Regions from separate parts of the Sus scrofa genome. Here region 1 is linked to region 2. A link is a contact called in public HiChIP or PLAC-seq data. All regions are on one chromosome and are shown on one strand. The core of a region is the stretch at or near the end of the contact, and the rest is flanking DNA. Distances in the headings are between cores, read along the strand shown.

Region 1 (5,938 bases), core at 1,296-3,795, 140 kb after region 2:
CTTGGACAGTCAGTCCCTCTACTCCATCCTGGACATCCCGACACATGGTTTGGGAACTCATTTCAAGTCTTTATTTTTATTTCCTCAAAGTCAGACTGAAAGATTCCTGGAGCGCAGGCTCTCAGTCTGTTCAGTACTGATTTCAGAATGCCAACACGGCAGCAACCTGGAAAATGCCAATCAACCTGCTAAAGGCTCCATTTGCCTGCCTAGTGACTTGAAGATTTTAACCGATACAATATAAGGTCACATCCACCCAATGGCACTGGCCTCCAAAAAGTCCGTTCCAAAGACAGGGGACTTGGGGTTCCCTGATGGGAACTAAGGGAAAAATACATCAGGGATTTGGCGGGGCCCAATGTCCCACAAATTACAGAGAATAAAATAGATACACAATAAAGAGAAAGACTTCCTAAGCTTCAGCAATTGAAGGAAGCGATAACAGTCCTTACCCCACGCATGGACAATGTGTGTACTCTGAGAAAAAAATAAAATCAAAACCACTACAGAAGAGGGAGTTCCTGTTGTGGCTCAGCGGTTAGCAAACCCGACTAGCATCCAAGAGGACAAGGGTTCGATCCCTGGCCTCGCTCAGTGGGTTAAAGATCCGAAGTTGCCGTGAGCTCTGATGTAGGCTGCAGACTTGGCACAAATCGTGCGTTGCTGTGGCATAGGCCAGCGGCTACAGCTCCGGTTGGACCCCTAGCCTGGGAACCTCCATATGCCACAGATGCAGTGCTAAAGAGACAAAAAAAAGACAAAAAAGACAAAAAAAAAAAAAAAAAAACCCACTAAAGAGAACAACTAGAATGCTCACCAAAACAGCACAAGGAGTTCCCATCGTGGCTCAGTGGTTAACGAATCCAACTAGGAACCATGAGGTTGCGGGTTCCATCCCTGGCCTTGCTCAGTGGGTTAAGGATCTGGCATTGTTGTGAGCTGTGGTGTAGGTTTCAGACGTGGCTCGGATCCTGCGTTGCTGTGGCTCTGGTGTAGGCCGGTGGCTACAGTTCCGATTAGACCCCTAGCCTGGGAACCTCCATATGCCACGGGAGTGGCCCTAGAAAATAGGCAAAAAGACAAGACAAGGAAAAAAAAAAAAAAAAAAGCACAGCAAAAGAGGAACAGACCAAGGAACTGGGGATATTTAGTCTGAAGAAGAAACAAGAGAATAAGCCATGATTAGGCAAAGGCTATGGTTATAAACAAAATAAGCATTAGACCTATTCTCTAAGGCCCTGGGGAGTATAAGAAACCCTTTCCCTCCCCTCTCACCCACCCAAATAAACACAGCGAGGCGGGATAGGGGGGTTCTCTTGTGGTGCAGCATGTTAAGGATCCCATACTTCCACTGCACTATGGTGCAGGTTCAATCTGCGATCCCTGGCCTGGGCACTTCCACATACCACAGGAGCAGCCAAAAACAAAAACAAAAACAAAAACAGCGGGAAGTGGGAGAAAAACTTCAGCTTAATATAAGAACTTCTTAACAGAGTATCCAGTGGTGGAGCAGGCTGCCTCATAAGAGAGTGAGCTCTCTCACAGCAATGTCAATGGAAAAATCTGGTGAAGATGTTCATTCCACTCAACAACTAGCCCAGCCCTGGACAAAACCCCACAGCCTCAAATAGGAGGTTGCACTAGATAATCACTAAAGGTTCTTTTCAGCCTAAGATCCCATCTGAATTCTTAGAATCAAGTTACCACCAACTTATCTCTTTACAGCAAATCCCATTTAGAACATGCCCTTTCCTCTTTCCACACAGGCAGAGTCCTTTAACAGCGAAAACTCCCTTCTCAGAGTAGCAGAGCAGGGAGTTCTACGATCTGCAACAACACGTGATTCCACAATCCTCAGCTGTATCTTTCGAGAAAGAGATGTCCTCTCCTAAGCCCAGGTTAGAAGTTAACACTTTCTCCTCTCTGGTAGCAGCAGCGCCCAGGTCTGGTTACCCATCCCATCCCAGAAGATGCCCAAGGTCCAGTCCTGGGCCTCGAACCCCAGTTCTGAGAACGACTCGCAGCCCTTACCTTCTACCGAAGGTGAAAAGACGATGAGATTGTCATAGAGGAACTCTCCGTACTTAATGAGGGACAGGCTGGGGTCATCTGCGGTCTTGAATGTGAGTACGAAGCCCCGATCTGCAAAAGAAAACAGAGAGCTGAGGCAGACGGGTCGCAAAGGTAAACCACTGCCGCAAAAAACATGAGCGTGCTCCCCCACACCCTCCCTCCCGCCCCACTAGCGGCAGGTCAGACTCGGGCGGCCAGCTCGTGGAAAACCAGGGGGAAGGAGGGTGGCCAGCGTCCTCGGGCTTGGGTACCTTTCCATCCCCAGACTTTCCACCTGCCACCGCCTCGGGCCCCAATCTCACCCTTTAGGCTCCGGAAGAAAAGTGAATGCGTCTCCCGCAGGTTGAGGTTGTCCAGAAGCACTAAGGTACGGGGACCGCTGGCGCCGACCAGGCCAAGCAAGGGAAGCAGCAGCCACAAGAGCGACCAAGCACGGCCGCGGCGCCGAGCTCCATCTTCCTACTTCTGCCAAAGAACCCAAGCACCTGGACACCGGAAATGCCCCTTCCACGGTCGCCCAATCGCAGCTCTTGGTAGTGAAGTACCACCGGAAGTGATCCTTGTACGCCGGGGCTGGGCCTATGGAGCTGCTGCTCGGACAGCGAGTGGAGGGGTGCAAGGCCGGAAGTGCCCAGTAGGAGGTGGGTTCTCCGAGTGCTATTGGCGGAAGGGGCGCGCGGGTCCGCCCCCCCGAAAAGAAAAGGCTCAATCCTAGAGAGACAGCTCTGCTGCCGTGGCCAATCAACAGAGTCGAGAGCCCTTTGGCTCCGCCCACCCTGGCCTCCTTCGGGAGCCCAGAGCCCGCTTCCCGCCGAGTTTGGGCCGGATCCCGCCTCTTCATCCTATTGGCCCAGGTCTGGGCCCAAGCGTTCTGGAGCGGTGGCTGGCCCACCGCGGGCCACCTCCTCGGTCTTCACTGGCCCAGGACTAGGAGCCATGCCCCACCTCCACTATCTCCAGGAAGGTAGTGGCTGGAAAAAGTTCAGCCACTGGGGGATGGGGGAACTTTGTCCCGCTGCTCACCGGGCCTTGGCACTAGCCTGTCCTACCCAGCCCGGTGGCGTACGCTGGAGGCAGTCTGGCAGATTGCTCTAGCTCAGTTCATCTCCAAGCCCCATGTCTCACTAGGCCTGTTATCTGGACATTTCACTTTGTCTCCAGGCCACGGTCCTAGGCCGGCAATAGAAATGGCGAGGCCCACCTCTGGGACAGCCTAGGCTCTTGGGAGGACTAGGGCGAGTTTTGAAGCGCTTAATGCAGAGTCAGGCTGAGCCTCTACTCAGCACTGCTGGCTCCCATTCCTTCTAAACTGACACAGGGGCCTCCAGCTCACTGCCTCAGTACCACCATGGGTCTAAATAAAAGCTACCACAAGTATCTCCAAGACTTCAACTATTCTCAGTGTTCCAACCACGATCCTGGGGCAGATGACGAAGGTAACTGTGGAGAAAGAAGGCAGCCATCCTTTTCTGACCTTTTACACTGGTCCACCAAGCCAAGAACATCAAAACCTCCCTCTGTGCATCTCCTTAATGGATTCTACCTCTATCCCCACTGGCTGCCCCTAACTCCTGCCCTGCAGCCCAGCCCTCCTGCCTTTCTGCACACGATGCCACATCAATCTACCTCTAGCTCAGAGCTGGCTGAACAGTTTCCACCTAAACTCATCTTGGCAGCCTTACCCTCTCTGTCCCTGCTCAGGGACTTCCATGGAACAGGTCTCCTCCTTTCATATACCCTGAGCTTCCCCACCTCCTGCCCTTTGTTCATGCAGCCTCTTCTCCCAGGAACCCTCTCCCCACATTCCCGCCTTAAGCCCGGGATCATCTTAGATTTTACGGTAGTCCCATGCTGCTCCCTTCACAAGGGCACACTGTTCCCCATAAAGAACTGATCTTGGGACCTCTCACTCCAAAGTATGCACTGGCCTGCCTCCCCTTAGACTGATCTCCGAAGTTACCTAGCACCCTCCATCCCAGTTTCTCCAGGGCCTGAGCTCCTTGGCCCAGCATGTGGCTTGTGGCAGGTACCACAGTAATTAATACAAAATTCTGCGGGAAGGACAGAGGACGACTAACACAGAGCACCTGCTACGTACCGGGAACATTATACACTATCTCATTTAACTGTCACAGTAACCCTATGAGGTCAGTATTATCCCCATTTCACAGACAAGGCTCAGGGTGAAATGAGCCTTAGTACAGCTCCAAAGGCCAGGCCTTTCCCCTCAGACTGTGGGCCCCTCCCACAGGGCAGGCCTTGGGTACAAGGGGCAAGGAGCTAGGTATGTGGCTTGGATTCATTTCTGGCCATGTTAGGACACACAGTTCCAGCACAGTCCCTGGGGGCTATCAAGACCTGAGTCTCTGGGGGTCAGCAAAGTATGGCTTCTATTCTCCAAAACAGGGTCTCTGCTTTCCTGGGTCACAGATCCTTTAAGAATCTAACAACAGCTCAGATGCTCTCCCCAGAAAAAAATACACCTGTACTCACAATTACAGGGAGTTGCAGAGACCCTGGGGCCTGCAGGTAATTAAGAACCCCTGCTCCAGAGAGCTTCTCCATGAAGGGCAGGCAGTGGCTGCGAGGGGCCCCAGGGATGCTGTCAGGATCAGAGAAGGGGAGTCCACGGGTAAAAGGCAGTTTATTGGGGCAGCTCAATGTGAAGTGGCCTTCTCTGGGCAGACCAGCTGGGAGCGGGCAGTACAGAACAGTTGCTCCAGGACTCATCCTGTGCCCATTCCACCAGGCTTCCCGCCACGTGGGGCCTAGTGGACTGAGGCACCGATTTCAAAAGCCAAGATGTCGAGCTCGTTCCAGATGGAAGTGGCTGCCCGCTCTGTTGGGCTGCTGGTGAAGGCCTTAAGGCAGGTGCTGAGGTTTCTGCGCCCATCGAGGCCCAGAACAACACTGGTGGGCAGCTGGAAACACTGACAAGGCGTGGAGAGCCAGAGCCCGGGGCAGAGAAGGTGCTTTTGGTAGCGGTGAAGGGAATGTGTCTTCCCAGGGCAAAGGCCCCCTCAGGTGCCCGGGTCACGGCCAGGGGCAGGTGGGAGGAGGCCTGGTGGGGGCTGCCCTGGGAGGGCCTGGCAGTCACATGGAAGCCCACAGGCAGGGCAGCCGCAGGCAGTGTGTTCACAGGAGCTCGTTGCCGAAGCTGCTTTTGCTTTTCTTACGCTTGGCCTTGGTGAAGGGGATATCGAGGGACTCAAGGCGGAAGGGCCGAGGCTGGGGCATTTCTGGGGCCTGGGCGGGCAGGATGGCATAGCTGTTGCTGAGACCTGGCGGCGAGCTGTGATGCGCTGTGGAGAAGATGGACAGAAGCGCTGTAAGCCAGGAGTGCAGGGGATGGAGAGGAAAGACTGGGGCAGGGGGTGTGCAGAGTTGGCCCACCCCCTACCCTGCCAGAGGCTGGGACCCCAAGCTCTGAAAAATCTGCTCTGGTTGAATCCTCAGACCCAGCACTGCATCTGCACCCAAAGGGTCTGGGCTGGGAGTACAGGGTTTTCACGCCTCAGGCCGAGGCAGCCAGGGATATCCAGACAGAGGAGCCTGGGTTCAAAGCCCAGCTCCACCACTTCCTGGAAGTATAAGCTTGGGGAGCTGCTTCTCTTCACTGAGCCTCAGTTTCCTCATCAGCAACATGGGTGCAATGCCAAATTTGTTTCTTTCCCGTACAGTTTTCCCACCTTTTTGTTTGTTGTGTTTTTTAGGGCTGCACCTGTGGCATGTGGAAGTTCCCAGGCTAGAGGTCAAATAGGAGTTACAGCCACTGGCCTACGCCACAGCCACAACCATGTGTGAGGCAAGCCACGTCTGCAACCTACACCACAGCTCATGGCAACACGGATCTTTAACCCAAGGA
Region 2 (5,567 bases), core at 1,670-4,169:
TTTTAGGTTGTGGTTTTGTTTTTTGTTTTTTTTTTTTAAGTTGACGGGATTAAATGAAACTTAAGATGTGAAAGACTCACTACCAGGAGCTGGCACACCATAGGCAGGCAATGTATCTGCATTCCCATCACTAGGAGAGACGCAAAAGGATAAGATACAAATCCTACTCTGCAAGTTTTATAATATAATCAAGAAAATAGAATCTACAATATCAGGGATCCCAACTGCTCTTCTAGGAAAGAGCATCCTCATTTCATCCTCATTGAGGAACAAACTGGCAAAGCTCTGAAGGTCATCCAAAGATAGGTCCTGGAGCGTTCACTGTTTTAAAGGACGCCACCTCTGAAACCAAGCACAGCCCTGTGGGGCTCCTGGGCGCAAAAGCTTATTTGCGTCCCCCATTTCTTGTTCTTATGAAATGGACATCAGCCACCATGACCTTCCCTGAGTTCCAAGGGGCAGGTGCAGACAGTTGCTGATCAGGGAAGGAAGGGGATGCAAAGACAAGGGAGGAACAGTCAAGCAGCAATAGTACAGCCTTGGGCAGGATCCTGGTTCCCTCTCAAAGAATACACGTAATAATATAGGCAACTTATACACTTAAGAGAAAAGTTATATTCCTCATGCTTCTTTTAGAAATGAAAATTTTAAAACTCAATAGCTTAGAGTCCTTCCTTGTCCTTCTGATTTAATTGCACCCTAAACACAATCACCTGTAAGCTAAAGATTAGGCGCCCTGAGCATAATTGCCTGTGGGTTAAAGATTGTTAGCACATGGTATTTTTCAAGAACTTTCCTAGTTTGCTCTCATCGCTGATCAATATGCCCTTTTTGCAACTACTGTTATTCTGGGCAATAACCAGAAGACCATCATCATGCTCACACGGAGATCTCCTAACTCCAGCTTTCATGACTAAGATTCCTCCAGAGAAAAAATGCACGTTTGTCCCAATTCTGATTCCTATCTGAAAACCTGTTTTTCTCCTTTTTACTATAAAACTCCTTGCAATTCTAATGGGCACAGACTTTACAGCATTAGCCTTTGACCCTCCTTTGCCTGGCAAAGCAATAAAGTTGTATTTTTCTCCTTTATTGTTTCTGAGTTTCAATTCAACACCAGCACACAGAAGCCGAAATCTGGCAGCCACCTCCAGCCAACCTGATGCCAACTTGCCTTTTTTCTTTTCTTTTTTTTTTTTTTTTTTTTGCTGCACCTGTGGCATGTGGACGTTCCCAGGCCAAGAATCAAACCTGCACCACAGCAGTGACCCAGGCTGCTGCAGTAACAAGGCCAGATCTTTAACCCGCTGCACCACAAGCAAACTCGCCAAGTTGATTTCTGATTCAGAATCTCAAAGTGAAGTATCAGTTACACTCAGAGCCAATCACTTCAAGATTAACTTATTAAGCAAACAAGAGGGCAGCTCACCAGGCTGTCATTCACACCACTAATTCAGTTCCTTGGTAACTAGGTTCATTCCAGGCAGATTCCAAAACTCTTTGCAACAAGGATTTCACACACTTGTTTCTTAGCTTGTTTCTAAGGTTGTATATGAAAACAATCTGATGATGATAAAACTAGCCATGTTTAGGAACCTGTCTTTCAAATCAATGTCAAATCAAGCCCTGTTGTATTATGAAATCTCAGTCAAAATAAATCCACACATATTTATCAAGCATCTACAATTTGCCAAGCATTGGCTTAGAACCTAGAAAGAAAGAAGGATAAATAAGATCCTGCCTCTGACCTAATGAGGTTCATCTCTCATGAGCTGCTCTTTCACAATAGAGCAAAGGGGTCAACCAGACAAAAAAAAAAAAACCTACACTCAGAATCCAAAGACCTAAGTTTAAGTTCCAAGCTAACTAGCTGTATAGGCCTTTCCTCAGCGCTTCAGCTTCTTGATTTGCAATCCGAGGATGTCATTTTATCTACTTCAAGATATCACTGTGAAGAAAGACTAAAACAAGATGGACTTGTCGTGCAAGTTGTAAAGTGCAGCTCGGGGAAAGTAAATGGTATTTTTTAAATGGCTATAATATAAAAAGGAAGAGTCTGTAGAAACAAGGAGCTGAATGGTTATATAAATGGGTAAAGCCTAGGGCTTCTGCCCATGCTGTTTCCTCTGTGAACCGCTCTTCCCCGGACATCTGCACCACCCCTCTCAGATTCTCCTGGGCCCTGCTCAAAGGTCACCCTCTTTAAAATAGCAAACCTCCCTTTCTCCAGCATTCCACTTTCTCTCTTTCCCGCATAATTTATCCCCATGTGATACACCACCTGACTGACTTGTTTACTGTCTATCTGGATGGACTAGAATGTAATCTCCAAGAAGGCAGGGACTTCTCTCTGCTCTAATCCACTCGCTAATCTCAGTGCCTGGAGCATGGCAGGTGTTCAATAAAGACTTGTCGAATAAAGTAACGCTGTCAGGATTCAATCTGAGTAAGGAGAAGAATTTGAGACGGGCAGCGAAGCAGTTATCACCAGACCCGAATTCTGATCCCAGCTCCTCCGTCTACTGGCCGGGTAGATAACCTCTCAGAGCCTGTTTCCTCTCTTGGATCGTTTCCGAGGGTGGTGTGGCCCATGGCGAATTAGGGGCTCACCATTACCCTGGGCAAGAGGACCGGCTGAGGCCAGGAGGGCTCCAGCACTGACCTTGAGCTCTTGGGCGACCTGGGCCTTCTGCCGGTACACGGAGTACAGGACGGCGGTGACGACAGAGCTGGTGCCTAGGAGGATGAACTGGCCTAGAGAGGGCCGCCCCCCGCTCTCCATGGCTGAGCCGAGCCCTGGGTGCAGACGGGGACGCCGCGGAGGGCTGGCTCCGCGACCGTCACCCGCCGCCTGCCGCCTGCCGCCACCACCCGCCTCCACCCGGAACCGCACCCCCTCCGCGGTCCTTCCCGGAAACCAGCATTGGGTCGCCTGGCGATGACGCGCCGTCGGAACCGGAAGTGGGCGGGGCAGAGCAGTCCTGAAGGCGGTGTTACCAGGGTCATCTGTGGGCTTCAGCTGCCCGTGCTGGGGTTGGGTTTCCGCCCAAGCGAGTGGGGGACGGTTTTGGAAAGCTGAGTGGGGCGCGGCACATGGCCATAATTGCATCGCACGCATTGCCCCCATCTCAGGCTTTCTCATTTTCTGGGGTAATTGTGTTGTTTGATGGATGGTTCTCTGTCACCGCTATTGGATTGAGAAGAAAGAGAATTGGTGATTGACATCTAGTAAGCTCTTAGGAGTTTTACACATTTAAGCCTCAGGGCAAAACTTGAGTCTTCGCTTTTATTCTTCCACTTTACAGATGAGAAGACTAAGGCCAGAGAGGTTAGGGGGTGTGCCCAAAATCACACCGCTAATGAATGCTAGAGAGGAATTTACCAGCCGCAGGGCTGTTACCTCCTAAAGGTCAGGTTATATCTCCAAAGCAGGTCCTTAATCTGCCATCATCACATATAAAAACATTTTTATAAACTAATAATTACTGCGACAGCTATTGAGTACCTATCTTGTGTTACTGTGACAAAAAATTTTACAAACATCATACTATTTAATACTCAAAACACAGCTATAGAGCAGATTTCAAACTGTTTTCTGACCTCTATAGTGATCTCCTTTCTAAAGATACCCAAAATTTTATCCAAAACTATCAACCCCCAAAGTTCATTCAGCTGTCTCCTACAAGTTACACTTTAAATTGAAAATATAGTAATGCACCTATGGGCCAAAATCAATGTAGGTAAACTGCATGCGTCTAAACGCTGTAAATTGCTCCACAAAAGTAAAATCTCTCTATTAAAGCAGCTGGCTATCTACGACATTTTCCTACCCCATTCCTAGATTATACTAGAAGTCAAAGAAAAATTAACACTCTGTGGAATTCCCGTCGTGGCACAGCGGAAAAGAATCCTACTAGGAACCATGAGGTCATCCCTGGCCTCGCTCAGAGGGTTAAGGATCTGGCATTGCTGTGAGTTGTGGTGTAGGTCCCAGATGAGGCTTGGATGCTGCATTGCTGTGGCTATGGCATAGGCTGGCGGCTACAACTCTGATTGGACCCCTAGCCTGGGAACCTCCATGTGCTGCAGATGCAGCCCTAAAAAGCAAAAAAGAAAAAGAAAAATTACACTCTATAAACATAGTGTTAGAATTTCAAGATTGTCAACACCCTCATATTCTTTTCATGATTTTCAAACCAAAGAATGATCATGGATTTGCTACCCATATACATTTAAAATGACATCTATTTTTTTTTTCCCACTGTATAGCAAGGGGATCAGGTTATCCTTACATGTATACATTACAATTACATTTTTCCCCACCCTTTGTTCTGTTGCAACATGAGTATCTAGACAAAGTTCTCAATGCTATTCAGCAGGATCTCCTTGTAAATCTATTCTAAGTTGTGTCTGAAAAGCCCAAGCTCCCGATCCCTCCCACTCCCTCCCCCTCCCATCAGGCAGCCACAAGTCTCTTCTCCAAGTCCATGATTTTCTTTTCTGAGATGTTCATTTGTGCTGGATATTAGATTCCAGTTATAAGTGATATCATATGGTATTTGTCTTTGTCTTTCTGGCTCATTTCACTCAGGATGAGATTCTCTAGTTCCATCCATGTTGCTGCAAATGGCATTATGTCATAAAATGACATCTATTTTTTTAATGAAACTTGTCAAAAAGTTTGATAACACATTCTGTTGGCAAAGGACAGACTCCTTTATGGAGAACGATTAGGCAATGCTGATCAAGATTAAAAGTGCTCACACCCATTGACTGAGCAATGCTACTTCTAGAAAATCTTCCTATGTGAATACACATGTGAATATGACAAATATACATTATAAATTGCATTATTTTAATAACAAAAGAATGAAAACAACCTTTTATCGATAGTCAATTGGCTAAACAAAGCTTTAATACACATGTAATGTGAACACAGCAAAGAGAAAAAGCAAACTGCAAAACTGAGTATGATCTCATTCACTCTCAAAAAGAAGGAGAATGTGGAGTTACCCTTGTGGCTCAGTGGGTTAAGAACAAACTAGTATCCAGTAGGTTAAAGATCCAGCATTGCCTTGAGCTGTGGTATAGGCCACAGACAAGGCTCAGATCCAGCATTGCTGTGGCTGTGATTAGGATGGCAGCTGCAGCTCCAATTCAACCTCTAGCCTGGGAACTTTCTTTTTAGGGCTGCAGGTGGGCCCCTAAAAAGACCAAAAAAAAATTTTTTTTTAAAGATCTTCATTCTTAAAAGAGACAGGTTTTTTGTTGTTGTTTAAATTTAGCGTAGTTGATTTATAATGTCATTTCAAGTGTACAGCATAGTGATCCCATATTTTTGCAGATTATACTCCCTTATATGTCATTACAAGATAATGGCTATAGTACCCTGTGCTATATAGTATATCCTTGTTGCTTATCTATTTTATGTATAATAGTTTGGGTCTGTTAATCACATACCCCTACTTTGTCTCTCCCTGCTTCCATCTCCTCTTCAGTAACCAAAAATTTGTTTTCTACATCTGAGTCTTTTCCTGTTTTACATATACATTAATTTGTGGGTTTTT

The links. HiChIP or PLAC-seq counts read pairs in DNA pulled down with a chosen protein or histone mark.
Region 1: an H3K27ac HiChIP or PLAC-seq map of alveolar macrophages shows a contact between it and region 2. The contact joins the promoter of DDOST here to the promoter of MUL1 in region 2. A contact is called at or near these places in 2 of 47 Hi-C or Micro-C datasets (epiblast stem cells and liver) and 1 of 2 datasets of contacts at active chromatin or transcription factors (alveolar macrophages).

What each region holds. Positions count from the first base shown.
Region 1 is chr6:78,893,175-78,899,112 of Sscrofa11.1, forward strand. It overlaps DDOST (dolichyl-diphosphooligosaccharide--protein glycosyltransferase non-catalytic subunit), which reads right to left and starts at 2,546. Exons shown (of 12, transcript NM_214188.1): 1 at 2,510-2,546; 2 at 2,376-2,507; 3 at 2,032-2,142. The coding sequence starts at 2,528.
Region 2 is chr6:78,755,902-78,761,468 of Sscrofa11.1, forward strand. It overlaps MUL1 (mitochondrial ubiquitin ligase activator of NFKB 1), which reads right to left and starts at 2,920. Exons shown (of 5, transcript XM_003356176.5): 1 at 2,663-2,920. The coding sequence starts at 2,782.